Linked DNA regions of Hordeum vulgare: all the other regions are linked to region 1. Evidence: chromatin contacts called from public Hi-C data. All regions are on one chromosome and are shown on one strand. Each heading gives the region's core, a stretch centred on a gene start, on an enhancer-like site or on the middle of the called end of the contact. The rest is flanking DNA. Distances are from core to core; before and after follow the strand shown.

Region 1 (4,881 bases), core at 35-2,534:
GAGTTGACTTTTTTTCTTACCTTTTTGCTTTTTTTTCCGCGGATTCTTTTTCTGCTTTTCTTTCGCAATCGGACGGTTATTCATATCCAGATCGCAGGGTCCGGCAGGCGACCGGCCTAAACCCGCGCCTGTCGACCGGCGCCGTTACTTGCAACTGACCGTTCAGTTTCGGAAGTCTACCGTTCCTTCCTCGGGTGGACTCCGGGTCTCGTTTTTTTTTTTTTTTAAGGCAAGACTCCGGGTCTCGGGTGTGAACGCTTTGCCCGTGTATCCCTCCTGTCGGAACGACAGCCGGGCCGCCGCACGCGCCGAGGCGCCCTGAGCGTCCGACACGTATGGGCCGGCACGTGCGCGGGAGGCCGCTCCCGCCCCTCCCTCCCCCGCGGGCCCCACAGCCTCCCACCGATCTCATCCAGTGCGGATGGAAACGGATATACATATCTCCTAGGGAAGCCCGGCGGATCCTCTGCGCGTCCCGCTCCCCCGCCCCCGCACCCGCACCGTCCGATGCCCATCGACCGGCCGCGGCGCCCGGCCACAGCGGTCAGGCACCGCGAGGGCCCCACAGCGGCCACCGCGCTCCCACGGATAAGATCGCGCGCGTGCTGCTGCTGCTGCTGCTGCAGCCCACGGGGGACTGCGCCACGCTTCTTCCACCTAGCCCCCTGGGTTCACAGGTAATTCGGAGACTAGACGGGCACGAAGACGTTTTCTCGTATCCTCAGGATGGAGGCTCTTTTTGTTGGATTGCGGCCGCCCGCGGCGCGATCAAAGGATGAGGGTGCAGTAACGCATGCAACCACGTCATTATCTATCTCTCTGACAGTAGCCCAAGCCGCCGATTCTCGGTCGGTGGCCAGGAAGTCACCATCCCACAGAAAATAACTCCTCACTCAAAAATAACAACATTACGGGCCCATAAAAAAAAGCACAGACAACCGGGGGGTAATAAAAGTCCGAATTGAGAACCACAAAGCCAAGAGTTTATGCCCCCACGACATGCACGCAAGGAAACCTGCCGTGGTGAACCGGTGACCGATCTCTTGTCCCGTAAGAAAGCCGGGGCGTCCTTTTGACAGGATGATGGATAACGCTGATCCATCCCTCGCGCCAGCAAAAGCCGATTATCCAAAACAAACAGCGCTGATGGTTTATCTTGAATTCTTTGGCGCCTGTTAGGTGGACGGCGTGCGGCGCGGCGCGGGACGGCGCCCGGGAACGAGAGGCCCGTGTTTATCCAGGGTGCTTAACGCGAAAAGCCCGATTATATTTAATCCGTGTACGGGCCGAGGAACAGAGGCATCGCAAAGTTCATCAGACCCTCGCTCGCCAGCTCTGGTCGAGCAAGGGCGAGAAAAATAACACTACTACTCTATCCACTCCAGACTCTAGAGAGAGAGAAAAAAGAAAGAACATAAAAGCCGCGGCTCGCCGGGCCTCCATTCCGTTAATTATAGTCGTCGTCGTCGTAGATCCCCCATCCCGGAGCACCCCGGCCCTTCCGATCCTCAAGAGCCACCGCCGCACGCCGCCCGAGGATCAATCCCGCCTCCTGCCACCGCCTCTATACTCTCTCCGCCCGCCCCCGCGTTCGTCTTTGGCAATCCGGAGTTTCCACCACTCTCTTTCTTGCTGCTTCTTAATGCTGGTCCAGGGGATGGTCGGCGGCGGCGTTTTCTGTTGTCCGGTGGCGGCGATCCGTCGACGTAGCGGGAGGAGGAGCACCTGAGGATGGCGTCGCTGCCGCCGTGTTCCCTTTGACCGAAAGGTGCCGCTCCTTTCCGGAAAGGGGGAATTTGTTTCTGCGTTTCTGGCGACTTCCTTTGCGCCGATTCCATTCCTCGCGTCGCTAAATCTCGCCGGGATTTCTTCCCTTCCTCCTTGGACTCCCGGTCGCAGATCCTTTTCCTCCCTGCCCGCTTGCCCATTCTTGCTATCTGCTTGTTCGGTCGCTCTGCAATTGTCTGCAACCTTGGGTTCGAACTTGTTGCTGCTGAGGGGCTGTGAGTTTGCTGGTGGAGGGTGGTGAGGAGGATCGCATCTGGGAGAGGATCTTGGTGGTTTGGTGGCGGACGGGATGGCCTCGAGATCCTACTCCAACCTCATGGAGCTCGCCGCCGGCGGTGACCGCGACCAGCCGACGCTGCCGTCGCTCGGGCAGCGACGGGTGCCGCGGGTGGTGACGGCGTCTGGCATTGTGCCCGGCCTCCACTGCTTCGACGACGACGCTGGCACCGCCTCGGTGGCCTCCGACCAGCCAAACCAGGCGCCGCGGGAGCGCACCATCATCGTGGCCAATCAACTTCCCATCCGCGCCACCCGCGGCGCCGACGGCGCCTGGGAGTTCTCGTGGGACGAGGACAGCCTCCTGCGGCAGCTCAAGGAGAGCATGCGCGGGCACCAGGGCCGCGTCGACATGGACTTCGTCTACATCGGCAGCCTGCGCGACGACATCCCGGCGGAGGAGCAGGAGAAGGTCGCGGCCGAGCTCTACGATCGCTTCCGCTGCGTGCCCGCGTTCCTGGCCGCCGACCTCCGCTCCCGCTTCTACCACGGCTTCTGCAAGCAGCAGCTGTGGCCACTGTTCCATTACATGCTGCCACTGTCGCCCGAGCTCGGCGGCCGCTTTGACCGCACGCTGTGGCAGGCCTACGTGTCCGTCAACAAGATCTTCGCCGACAAGATCCTGGAGGTGATCAACCCCGAGGAGGACTTCGTGTGGGTGCACGACTACCATCTCATGGTCCTGCCCACCTTCCTGCGCAAGCGCTTCAACCGGGTCAGGCTGGGCTTCTTCCTGCACAGCCCCTTCCCATCATCGGAGATCTACAAGACTCTGCCGGTCCGCGAGGAGCTGCTCCGGGCGCTGCTGAATGCCGATCTGATTGGGTTCCACACATTTGATTATGCCAGACATTTCCTATCATGCTGCAGCAGGATGCTTGGGCTCAAGTACGAGTCGCAGAGGGGATACATTGCACTGGACTATTACGGACGAACTGTCACCATCAAGATACTGCCTGTGGGGATACATTTAGTGCAGCTGCAGTCGGTGCTCAACCTCCCGGAGACTGGGCTCAAGGTCGCCGAGCTTATGAAGCAGTTCTGTGGTCGGGGCCGCATCTTGATGCTTGGCGTGGACGACATGGACATCTTCAAAGGTATCAGTCTGAAGCTTTTGGCATTTGAGCAGCTGTTGGTGCAGCATCCAGAGTGGCGAGGGAAGCTGGTGCTGGTGCAGATTGCCAATCCGGCGAGGGGGCGGGGAAAGGATGTGAAGGATGTACAGGATGAGAGCTATGCGATGGTGAGGCGCATCAATGAGGCATTTGGGCAGCCAGATTACCAGCCAGTTATACTGATCGACAGGCCACTGCACTTCTATGAGAGAATGGCATACTATGTTGTCGCTGAGTGCTGTTTGGTGACCGCAGTGAGGGATGGCATGAATCTTATACCCTATGAGTACATCATTGCTAGGCAAGGGAATGACAAGATTGACAGGATCCTGGGTCTCAGCCCTTCCACAAAGAAGAAAAGCATGCTTGTCGTGTCGGAGTTCATTGGCTGCTCACCCTCCCTGAGTGGCGCGATTCGGGTGAACCCTTGGAACATTGATTCAGTGACTGAGGCAATGGAGAAGGCCTTGTCCATATCTGACTGTGAGAAGGTGCTGAGGCACGAGAAGCATCACAAATTTGTGAGCACACATGATGTCGGATACTGGGCAAACAGCTTCCTGCAGGATCTGTTGAGGAGTTGCCAAGACCATAACAAGAGGCGCTGTTGGGGCATAGGATTTGGGCTAAGGTTCAGGGTTGTGGCCCTTGATACGAGCTTCAAGAAGCTCGCGGCTGAGCAGCTTGTCTCAGCCTACCGGAAGGCAACCACGCGTGCCATTCTCTTGGACTATGATGGTACGCTGATGCCTCAGACATCGTTCGGTAAGAATCCGGGCTCCAAAACGATAGACATGTTGAACAGCCTTTGTCGCGATGAGAAGAACATGGTCTTAATCGCAAGCACAAAGACCCGGGCGACCTTAAGTGAATGGTTCTCACCATGCGAGGACCTAGGCCTTGCTGCTGAGCATGGCTACTTCCTCAGGTAATTCCAAGCGTGTATCCTGAAAATTCTCAAGTACTTCCAGTGTTGAAACGAAACTACTATCGCTACTGTGACTTTGTACTGCACATTTAACCTGTGTTTGTACATGCCAATTAACATAATCATTTTGCTGTGTAGGCTGAAAAGAGATGCAGAATGGGAGACATGCGGCATTGCAACAGACTGCAGCTGGAAGCAGATCGCGGAGCCTGTGATGAAAACCTACACCGAGACAACGGACGGGTCAGTCATCGAGGACAAGGAGACAGCAATCGTCTGGTGCTACAAGGACGCCGACCCTGATTTTGGATCTTGCCAAGCCAAGGAGCTCCATGAACACCTGGAGAGTGTCCTTTCCAACGAGCCGGTATCGGTCAAAGCTGACGTGAACCATGTTGAGGTGAAGCCACAGGTAAAAGTTTGTCTGAAACCGACGGTGCTTTTGTTTCCTCCTATACTATGCCTAGTGTGATTGAACTGCACTTGTGTAGTGGAAAACACTTAGCCATGAAAATGTTTCTTCGCATTGCAGGGCGTGAGCAAGGGCCTGGTGGCGAAGCGGATGCTGTCGGCGATGCAGGCGCGAGGGCTCCTGCCCGACTTCATCCTGTGCATCGGGGACGACCGCTCCGACGAGGACATGTTCGAGGTGATCACCACCGCCGTGGACGGCCCCTACCTGAACCCTGAGGCAAAGGTCTTCGCCTGCACCGTCGGCCGCAAGCCCAGCAAGGCCAAGTACTACCTGGACGACACCGCGGACATCGTGCGGCT
Region 2 (4,319 bases), core at 1,580-4,079, 570 kb before region 1:
TTTTGGGCAACAGTTGCCATGATGTTATACTATAGTTGCCATGATATTTACACTGAAATTGCCATGATATGTTTTAGCAATTTTTTTTTCTACATTTAAAACTATATTTTGACATATTAGAAAATAGGGAATTAAGAAACTAGACTTACCATGAACCATAGACTAAAATTGCCATGGTGAAAAAATTGTCATGCTCAATTAATAAAAATTGCCGTAAAAGTAGTTAGAAAATATAACGGTAGCTTTAAATTTAGAAGAAAAAAATAGGTAGAACCTGTCATGACAACTTTAGTGTAAACACTATGGCAACTACAGTGTAAACATCACGGCAACTTTTGGTCAAAAAAATTTCATCGATCATGGTCAAAATTTAAAATGCCATGATCTACAAACTAAATTTGTAGTGATGGATTACTAAAAATTGCTATGATCCATGCATTAAATTTTCCGTGGTTAATTACTAATAATTACCATGATCAATTAATAAAAATTACCGTAAAAATAGTTGAAAAATATAATAATAGCTTCAAATCTAAAAAAATAGATAAAACATGTCATGGCAAATGTAGTGTAAACAATATGGCAACTATAGTGTAACATGACAACTGTTGATCGAAAAAAAAATATCAAAACATATCAATATAGGATCTAGTTTTAAAGATCTCGTCGAGACGGATTTAACGGTGAAAATGAATTTTTAATTGGAATTTTTAATCAGGAGATAAAATATTTTTAAGCCGAAAACCAAAAAATGATTCCCGCTAAGAAAGAAATGGGCATGTGAGCGAAGTGGTTAAATGCCCACACACCAGCCCAGTTCTACGTGACAAAAAAAACTGCCAAAAATTCTAAGATTAATGCAAAGCACAAACGGACGCAGATCCATACGTGTGGACGGTTTGCAGACGCCCACACATATGAGCGTTTTGTTTTTTCAATCCAAAAGAACCTGTAAAATAAAGTATCGTGTAGACATACCGTTTTCTGTTGCAACCATGCTAGAATTAAGGAAATCTACTTCAAGTTGACAAAACTAGTCATGTTCATATGATGCGCCTTTAAGGTCTCTTATGTTATAAAATGGGATGCTACATCAAACCGCAAAATTCTCTTTTCCCCGGCTAATGGAATGCATAGATATTGCGCTCACGATCAACACTTTCTTGCCCATCAATGATCCCAAGCCCAATCAGAAGCGTTCTCCAATTCAACCAATCGCCTTTTTCTTGTTTCCCCCGCAAGAGATTCCGGACAGAAGTGGTAGCTAGGCTAAGTAGGGCAAGAGAGAATTAAGTAAAAGTTGACGCAAAAAGAATGTGAGTCTGAAGTGTGCAACAAGTGTGATAAAGCAAGGAAGGCCAAGCGCATGCGTATACTGGATGGTGAATCGTCCCTAGCCTTTTCTTGTGACATGCATCCATCCATCAGATGAACCCATTAGCTGAAAACATGTATACATCAGACTGAGCGTCGGATGGATACTTGGATAGAGAGCATTCAGGCCTCCAAGTTGCCGGATAGATTCCGATTCATGGTGGACACCACTAATAATTGGTATATTCATGCTAGATTCGGTGTGCTTGGTCGCGCCAACGGTTTATGCAAAACGATATGCTGCTTTGCTTTGCTTTGCTTAGTAATCGGAAAGGGTGGCGCTACCATCTTTATACTGCAGTAGTATCTACGTACGAGCATAAGCGACAGGTAAGGTTCGAGATGCCTTGGTTCATTTTAAGAGCTAAAATCTCTGTTAATCTGATATGAGCTAATTTTCTCGCATCAACTGGTTTATTTTGATCGTGACGGATTGCTGCTGCATTGGCGACCTGCTGCTGATGATTTGGTCCGGTATCTTTCAGGGAGGTGTTAAGCAGGGGCTCCTTTCGCCAGGTGGGTTGTCAGAATGATGGTTAGGAAAGCTATGGCCGGCCATCCACGTATTGTTCATGCAATAGATAAGCAGCTACATATGGATGCGCACGTTGGCGTCTTCCGCTGGATCACAGGCCGCTACGATTTAATCCTTGTCAGACTTGGTATTAGGCCTGCAGTTGCCAACGGACAATTTCGTCAGAGCTTGAATGCTACTATGTCTCAATCACTGAATCTAAGAGGATCCACGGAACAGAAATGGAATCCAGATTCTGTATGGGGTTTGCCAATCCGGTTCCCATAGAAATTAATGACACCAAAGACTTCCTTGGTTCAGATTTTACGGCTGACAAGGCTTCCCACGGTTTTTCTCGCAACTTTGCTGTACTTAGCCGTTGAAGCACGGGGATCCAAGCGACAGAAAGAGTGTCTTTGCACAGAATTGCTATGATCGACCCACTTTAGCCATGCCAAAGAGATGCGCATTTTCCTTTCTAGAAGGACTGAACCTGCCCCTACTGTCTGCCTCATTCCGGCAAGTGAGCAATCATGCGTGGCCTGGATGCATATATGGTTTTGGAAGCAAGGCCCCGTAAGGCTTCGTTTGGTTAAAGGGGATTGAGGAGGTTTTGAGAAGAAGGGATTTCACGGGATTGGGTGAATTCCTTTGTTCCACTCAATCCTCTCAAATCCCCGTGACTTTGCTTCCACTAGTCCCTCAAGGAGGATTTTGAAATACATGGATAAAAAGAGATTGAAGGAAAACGGAGGGGATTGGGCTAAGCAAACCCCTCCTACCAAATGGACGCCCGAGGATCTGTAGGGTTTCTGACCCTCTCGGAGATTTTTTTCTCAAAATCTTCCCAATCCCCCTTAACCAAACTAGGCCTAAAGGTAGCAGAGTCTACCAAGCCTACGCCAACCAATCCACCCGCGAGCGCATGTGGCTAATCCTGGATCACACTCGCCTCCCTCGCCTGGCTCGTTTTATGCGTGGCGGAATCGGGGTCAGGTTCAGTGGATCTGCATTGTTCCGCCTGCGGCCCCCGGTGGAACACTCTCCTGGCCCTTCTTGTCAACAAGAACAGTAGTAGTAGATGAGGAGACCACACTGGCCGGCCTAGTTGGAATTACTTTCTCCACAAATCAAACCTAACTTCCGATGTGGCCGCCCGGATCGTGTGCTCCTGTTGTCACAGTGAGGAGCAATTATTTGTCGGAAAGAGAGAGAAGCAAGGGCCTGTGGGTGTCCTCTGAATGATGTCCAAATCTTGGCCAATGATGGATATGCATATCGCCTTTCTGAATTCTGATGAAGAGTTTTGTTGGTTAACCCCCTGCACCGCTCCAAGTCCTGACGTTTTAACGTTCTGCCCTCTCCATCGGTAGTATGTTCATAGTCATCAAACAATTTCAATGTATCTTATCATCAATAAAATTTAAGTAAGAGCTTCACATACTCAATTATCATATTGTTTTCTATGATTGCTAATACTCAAAGCATATTTTAAGAACAAACAACATCGATCAAACCCATAGAAAGAGAGGGGATTAATGTTTCGTCTCCCAACGCAATTATCATTGATAACTCTCAACAATAATGAATCATGATCAAATATATTAGACTATATATATATGCCTCGATCTTTCCCCACCACATGGGTTTGCCAACTCACAAATTAAGGTTGGAATAAGAAGTTGACTGAACATGAAAAATAAACAACATGAAAGTAAATAACATAAAAGTAAATGGATTGTCCCTTCGCAAAGGGGAGTAGAGATTCGCAAAGTAAATGGGTTGTCCCTTCCCAGAGCTCATTGTTTAAAACAGAGATGCATATATTTTGGGTTGTGTGCCTTTCCTCTCAATGTTACGACAAGGGATTTCAATATATTCCATGCAAATCTCATTATTGGTGGTTCCCATACAAAAATTAAATTTTATTCCACCTCAACCATTCAAACACTTTCCATGGCTAGCCGTATCCACGGGTGCCCTCAAAATTATCAACTTTCTAGGGGGAGTTCTTGCTTACTTTATGTTTTTATTATGCACGAGTGTGCATCCTTTTTAACATCTTCTATTATGCAATTACAAGTGAATAAACACTCATCATGAGAATAACCCGTTAGCATGGAAGATACTGACCGACTCGATCGCTCCATGAGCGGTACGAGCACCCAACACGGATGTTTATTTGAAGGTTTTGGAGGTGGCACATGCAAATTTACTTGGAATGGTAGTGAAATACCATATATAGGTAGGTATGATGGACTCTCATGGAATAAACTTGGCTCGAGGATTTGGATGGACAAGTAGTATCTCTACTTAGTATGAAGTTTTGGCTAGCAAAAGGTTCTAAACAAGCAGCACATGTTGGAGGATCCATAACAATATAACTTCTATCAAAATATACCCAAACATAACCATTATGTTGTCTTCCTTG
Region 3 (4,301 bases), core at 56-2,555, 680 kb before region 1:
TACCAGCACCCTCACGTGAGGGGGTGAAACATCCCACCACCGGCCAGGCTTTGCCCGACCGCGCCCTCTAGTGACGGCATAGGAGGAGGGAGGGAGAGGGAACTGACAACGACTGCGGTTAGCAGTGACGGATCTAAGGCAAGCTTGAGCCCCCTCCCCCCCTCCAAAAACTTAAAAATATACTACTCCCTCCGTCACAGTTTATAAGGCATGCACGTGTACCTAGGTCGTCAATTTAATTTATATTAAATATATTGTTTAACATAAAAATTATATCATTCGAAAATAGAACATCTAAAGTTTCTAATGGTATATTTTTTTGTAATATATGCCTCTCATTAAGTTGGTCAAATTGACGACCTAGATACACGTGCCGGATTTATAAACTGAAACGGAAGGAGTAGTATTCTTCTCAGCCTCGTATAAAAAAATAACATTATTTAAACTATAAAACTAAGAGTTAGTACCTTTTTCTTCACACAATTAACATTGGACCCCCTTTCCATAATTTTCTTTCAAGATTCGTCACCGACGACGAGAGCGCTTCCGGTCGCTAACGGAAACTTACGCGGGAGTGGAATCACATGCTTTGCTATTCCTCCATTTTACAAATCCTAGGAATCAAAAGATGCCCTAAAATTCAGCGTGCAATGACGATCCACGTGTGCTATGTTTGAGATCCTGCAAACTTGGCATGTGATGGATCCGTTGTTTTATTGGTGCTACAAAAAAAGTCTCAGGAAATATGATAAAGCGACGGATGTATCTAGAAATGTTTTAGTTCTAGATACATTTATTTTTATATATTTATATGACAATTAATTTTGAATGAATGGAGTATGATAAAGCGAACTACGGATGAATAAAAACAGAATCGCACATGCTCATCACACATTGAGGGGGTGTTTCTTTCCAGGGACTTTTTGATGTAGGGACTAAAAAGGGTATTTGGGACTAAAGGAAGAAGTCCCTATGGAAGGGACTTTTTGAAACTTTTTTGGCTCTTTTCCCAACAATGCCCCTACTTTTAGCATGTCATTTAATAACTTCTAATATATTACTAGGGGTAACATGGTCTTTTTGCATGTCATTTAATGACCTCTAGTCCATGTTTAATCCTTGGAAAAAAACAGATAAGGATTAGAGACTTTTAGTTGAGACTAAAAAAAGTTCTAGGACTTTTTAAAGAAACAGAGCCTCACACAGCAGCACAGCACGTCGCGTGCCCAAATCCCTAGATTGCCCCGACTTCCCATGTCCAAACAGGACATTTCACCCGGCCGCTAACCCCTATAAATCCCCCCTCTCACCTCTGTCCACTTCGCCTACACCCAAAACCTCCCCTGTCAAGGCAGATCACGAGCTAGCTCAACTAAGCGCAGGAAATTGTAGCTGAGCGCACCGCCTCGCTCGCAAGCTCACTCCCACGCCGACCGGCAAGATGGTGAAGCCTGTGCAAGACGAGGAGAACCAGAGGCTGCTCCTCGACGACCACAAGGAGAAGCACTTCACCTCCGGCGAGGTGGTCCGGGACATCATCATCGGCGTCTCCGACGGCCTCACCGTGCCCTTCGCCCTCGCCGCCGGCCTGTCCGGCGCCAACGCGTCTTCGTCGCTCGTGCTCACCGCCGGGCTCGCCGAGGTCGCCGCCGGCGCCATCTCCATGGGGCTCGGAGGGTAAGGAAAGAGATCAAATCCTCCTTGATTTTCTGGGTATTTGTTTCCTCTAATTAATGTCGTTTGTTACCCCAGCAGTTATTGCTTTGCTGGCATGCAGCATGCATGCTGCTGGCTTTGCTGGATCTGGATGCTTAATTTGCTGGTTCCAGATTTGTTTACGCCTCCCTGCTGCTTATGCAAATGCTTAATTAACTGGCAAGAGTAATTCTATTTCTCAAACGGAGATTAGTGAGAGTAGCTTGCTGTTCTTGATGCCAAGAATGGAAAGTAGCTTAACTCTTAATAACTTGTACTCCTATATTTAAATAATTGTAGTTTGAAAAAACTAGACTATAGTTCTTACCAACTATAATTATATAGGTACATAGGGAATACTAACAAAAAAGAATGTCAGAAATACAGAGATTTGGACAGCAAGAGATGCAGGGCGCACACAGATGTTTCCTCATGAGTATCGGCTAATTTTTTTACTATAACAGTACTACTCTGTTCTACTCCCTCCATTAAAGTAGATGCTAAATTAATGAGGCGCAACAGTTTAGACGTGTATGGAAACGCCATAAACAGCTGATCCAAGAAACAAGGCGCTGGCAAAAGTTAGCATGCACTGGCTTGCATTCACAGCTCGTAACTGCACACACGGTTCACAAGGCACGACATGAGAATAGGAAACAAAAACATATTGCGATTGGAACAAGTTTAGTGTGTGCGGCCTTATAATTTCGGGCCGGGCTTCGTCGTCAGGAGGCCCTTTAAACCCAGAGGGAGTAATACTTTGCTGCATTGTTAAGTTGGATCATTTATTGTTCAGAGTCTGGACAAAATCACTTTCATAGGATTTTTGTAATGATCACGGATCCACCATCTTAACAGCGAGTACTGTTTATGTGCGAGACTGCGAGTGACCCCAAAATATACAGTACTGTTCATCCACACTAAGTGCACGTGCACACACACGTGCAAAGGAATTTGACCGGAGTACATTAGAAATACAGATTACTTTCACTCGCATGAATTAAGATATGAGAACTGTCAAATTTTCGTTGATGTGTGTATGGAATATTCTCGAAACGAATGGTAAAGTACTGTAACAAAATATTCGTTACTTCACATAGTAGTTTATAGTTTCTACTTGTTTCACAATTACAAGCACTACTTTTTTTGAGAAAATCGCAAGCACTAATTACTTTAACGGACCGAAGTGATGTATATATTTAGCCCAGCCCAAATCGGGCCAACTTCTGCTGGGCCGAACCAAACGGAATTAGTGCAGTAAAAGCCTACGGCTCCCCTGCGGCTAATGGTGCGCTCGCACTCTTGTCAGGTACCTCGCCGCTAAGAGCGACGCCGACCACTACTACCGGGAGCTGCAGCGCGAGCAGGACGAGATCGACACCGTCCCCGACACAGGTCGCACACACTCTCTTTCTCTCACGTCACACTCTCTATCGATCGATCTAGTATAAATATCTAACGGCTAAGATGTGTTTCTCTGAGCAGAGGCCGCGGAGATCGCGGACATACTCTCCGAGTACGGGCTGGGCCCCGAGGAGTACGGGCCGGTCGTCACCTCCCTCCGCAACAACCCAAAGGCCTGGCTCGAGTTCATGATGAAGTAATCCATCAGCCAAGCCCAAGCAACCCACTCAAATTCTTGAAAGAAAATAAACCCAACCCACTCACCTTTTCTTTTTTCTAATTAATTTAACGCAGGTTCGAGCTGGGGCTGGAGAAGCCGGACCCGCGGCGCGCGCTGACGAGCGCGGCGACGATCGCGCTGGCCTACGTCGTCGGCGGCATGGTGCCGCTCTCCCCCTACATGTTCGTGGCGTCGGTCGACAGCGCCATGATGACCTCCGTCGTCGTCACCCTGGCCGCGCTGCTCTTCTTCGGCTACGTCAAGGGCCGGTTCACCGGGAACCGCCCGTTCCTCAGCGCCATCCAGACCGCCATCATCGGCGCGCTCGCCTCCTCCGCCGCCTACGGCATGGCCAAGGCCGTGCAGGCCGTCTGATCGAGCTCGAGCCGCCCCGTCCGTCCCGGGCTAAGTACCAAGAAAAATAAGCACAGCAAGCTATACCCACCTGTGTATCAGTATGTATGATGAAGTGTTGCCATATAGTCGAGTGGTAGCTCTACGTGCAGACTCTAGTGTTCGATCTGGTAAGTGTACTGGTAGCCCAAGTGTACTGACGTGCACCGTTCGTTTTGTTGTCCGTTTTGTTTCGAGGTCGATGATGTACACTATGTCAGTAGTGTATTTTGGTGTATTTTTTTTTTCTGTCGTGTTAGGTAAGTATACTACTAGTATTTGTAAGGCAAGTTGCCTATTTAGGTGCGGTGGTAATGTGATGGGCTTTGGATCAGCTGGCAAATGGGCCTTGCAAATCCTCTAAGCAGAGGGCCATGTAACTTTTCTGAACCCCCTAAAAAAAATATAACTTTTCTGAAGTGAGTTTCGTTTCTGAATTCATCGCCACATTGTCGTAAAAAATACATTTATGTGACTCATTTCAAGAGATAGTGACAGCCGCTGACAAAAAAATATAATATAAGATATGTTGACATGCCACATTATCTTGGTGACGACGACTAGGCAGTCAGCAACTCTGTTTTATGAA

The links. Hi-C and Micro-C count contacts between places; a contact is called where the count stands out from the background.
Region 2: a contact with region 1 is called in a Hi-C map of seedling, with 5 times the contacts expected there. The contact joins the enhancer-like site here to the promoter of LOC123396005 in region 1. A contact is called at or near these places in 1 of 6 Hi-C or Micro-C datasets (seedling) and 1 of 1 datasets of contacts at active chromatin or transcription factors (embryo).
Region 3: a contact with region 1 is called in a Hi-C map of seedling, with 3 times the contacts expected there. The contact joins the promoter of LOC123396705 here to the promoter of LOC123396005 in region 1. A contact is called at or near these places in 1 of 6 Hi-C or Micro-C datasets (seedling) and 1 of 1 datasets of contacts at active chromatin or transcription factors (embryo).

Annotation. Positions count from the first base shown.
Region 1 is chr5H:422,838,406-422,843,286 of MorexV3_pseudomolecules_assembly, forward strand. It overlaps LOC123396005 (alpha,alpha-trehalose-phosphate synthase [UDP-forming] 6-like), which reads left to right and starts at 1,285. Exons shown (of 3, transcript XM_045091031.1): 1 at 1,285-4,107; 2 at 4,246-4,519; 3 at 4,640-4,881. The coding sequence starts at 2,078.
Region 2 is chr5H:422,264,177-422,268,495 of MorexV3_pseudomolecules_assembly, forward strand. No RefSeq gene overlaps it. Among protein-coding and RNA genes, the nearest start is that of LOC123396705, 110 kb to the left of the region's middle. Within about 2 kb of position 2,830, at least 2 of the 3 cell types and tissues checked have open chromatin away from gene starts, as enhancers often do. A contact at or near this core is called in seedling, where this site is marked.
Region 3 is chr5H:422,156,952-422,161,252 of MorexV3_pseudomolecules_assembly, forward strand. LOC123396705 (vacuolar iron transporter 2) reads left to right here and starts at 1,306. Exons shown (of 4, transcript XM_045091559.1): 1 at 1,306-1,677; 2 at 3,005-3,090; 3 at 3,181-3,295; 4 at 3,394-4,046. The coding sequence starts at 1,442. The coding sequence ends at 3,694.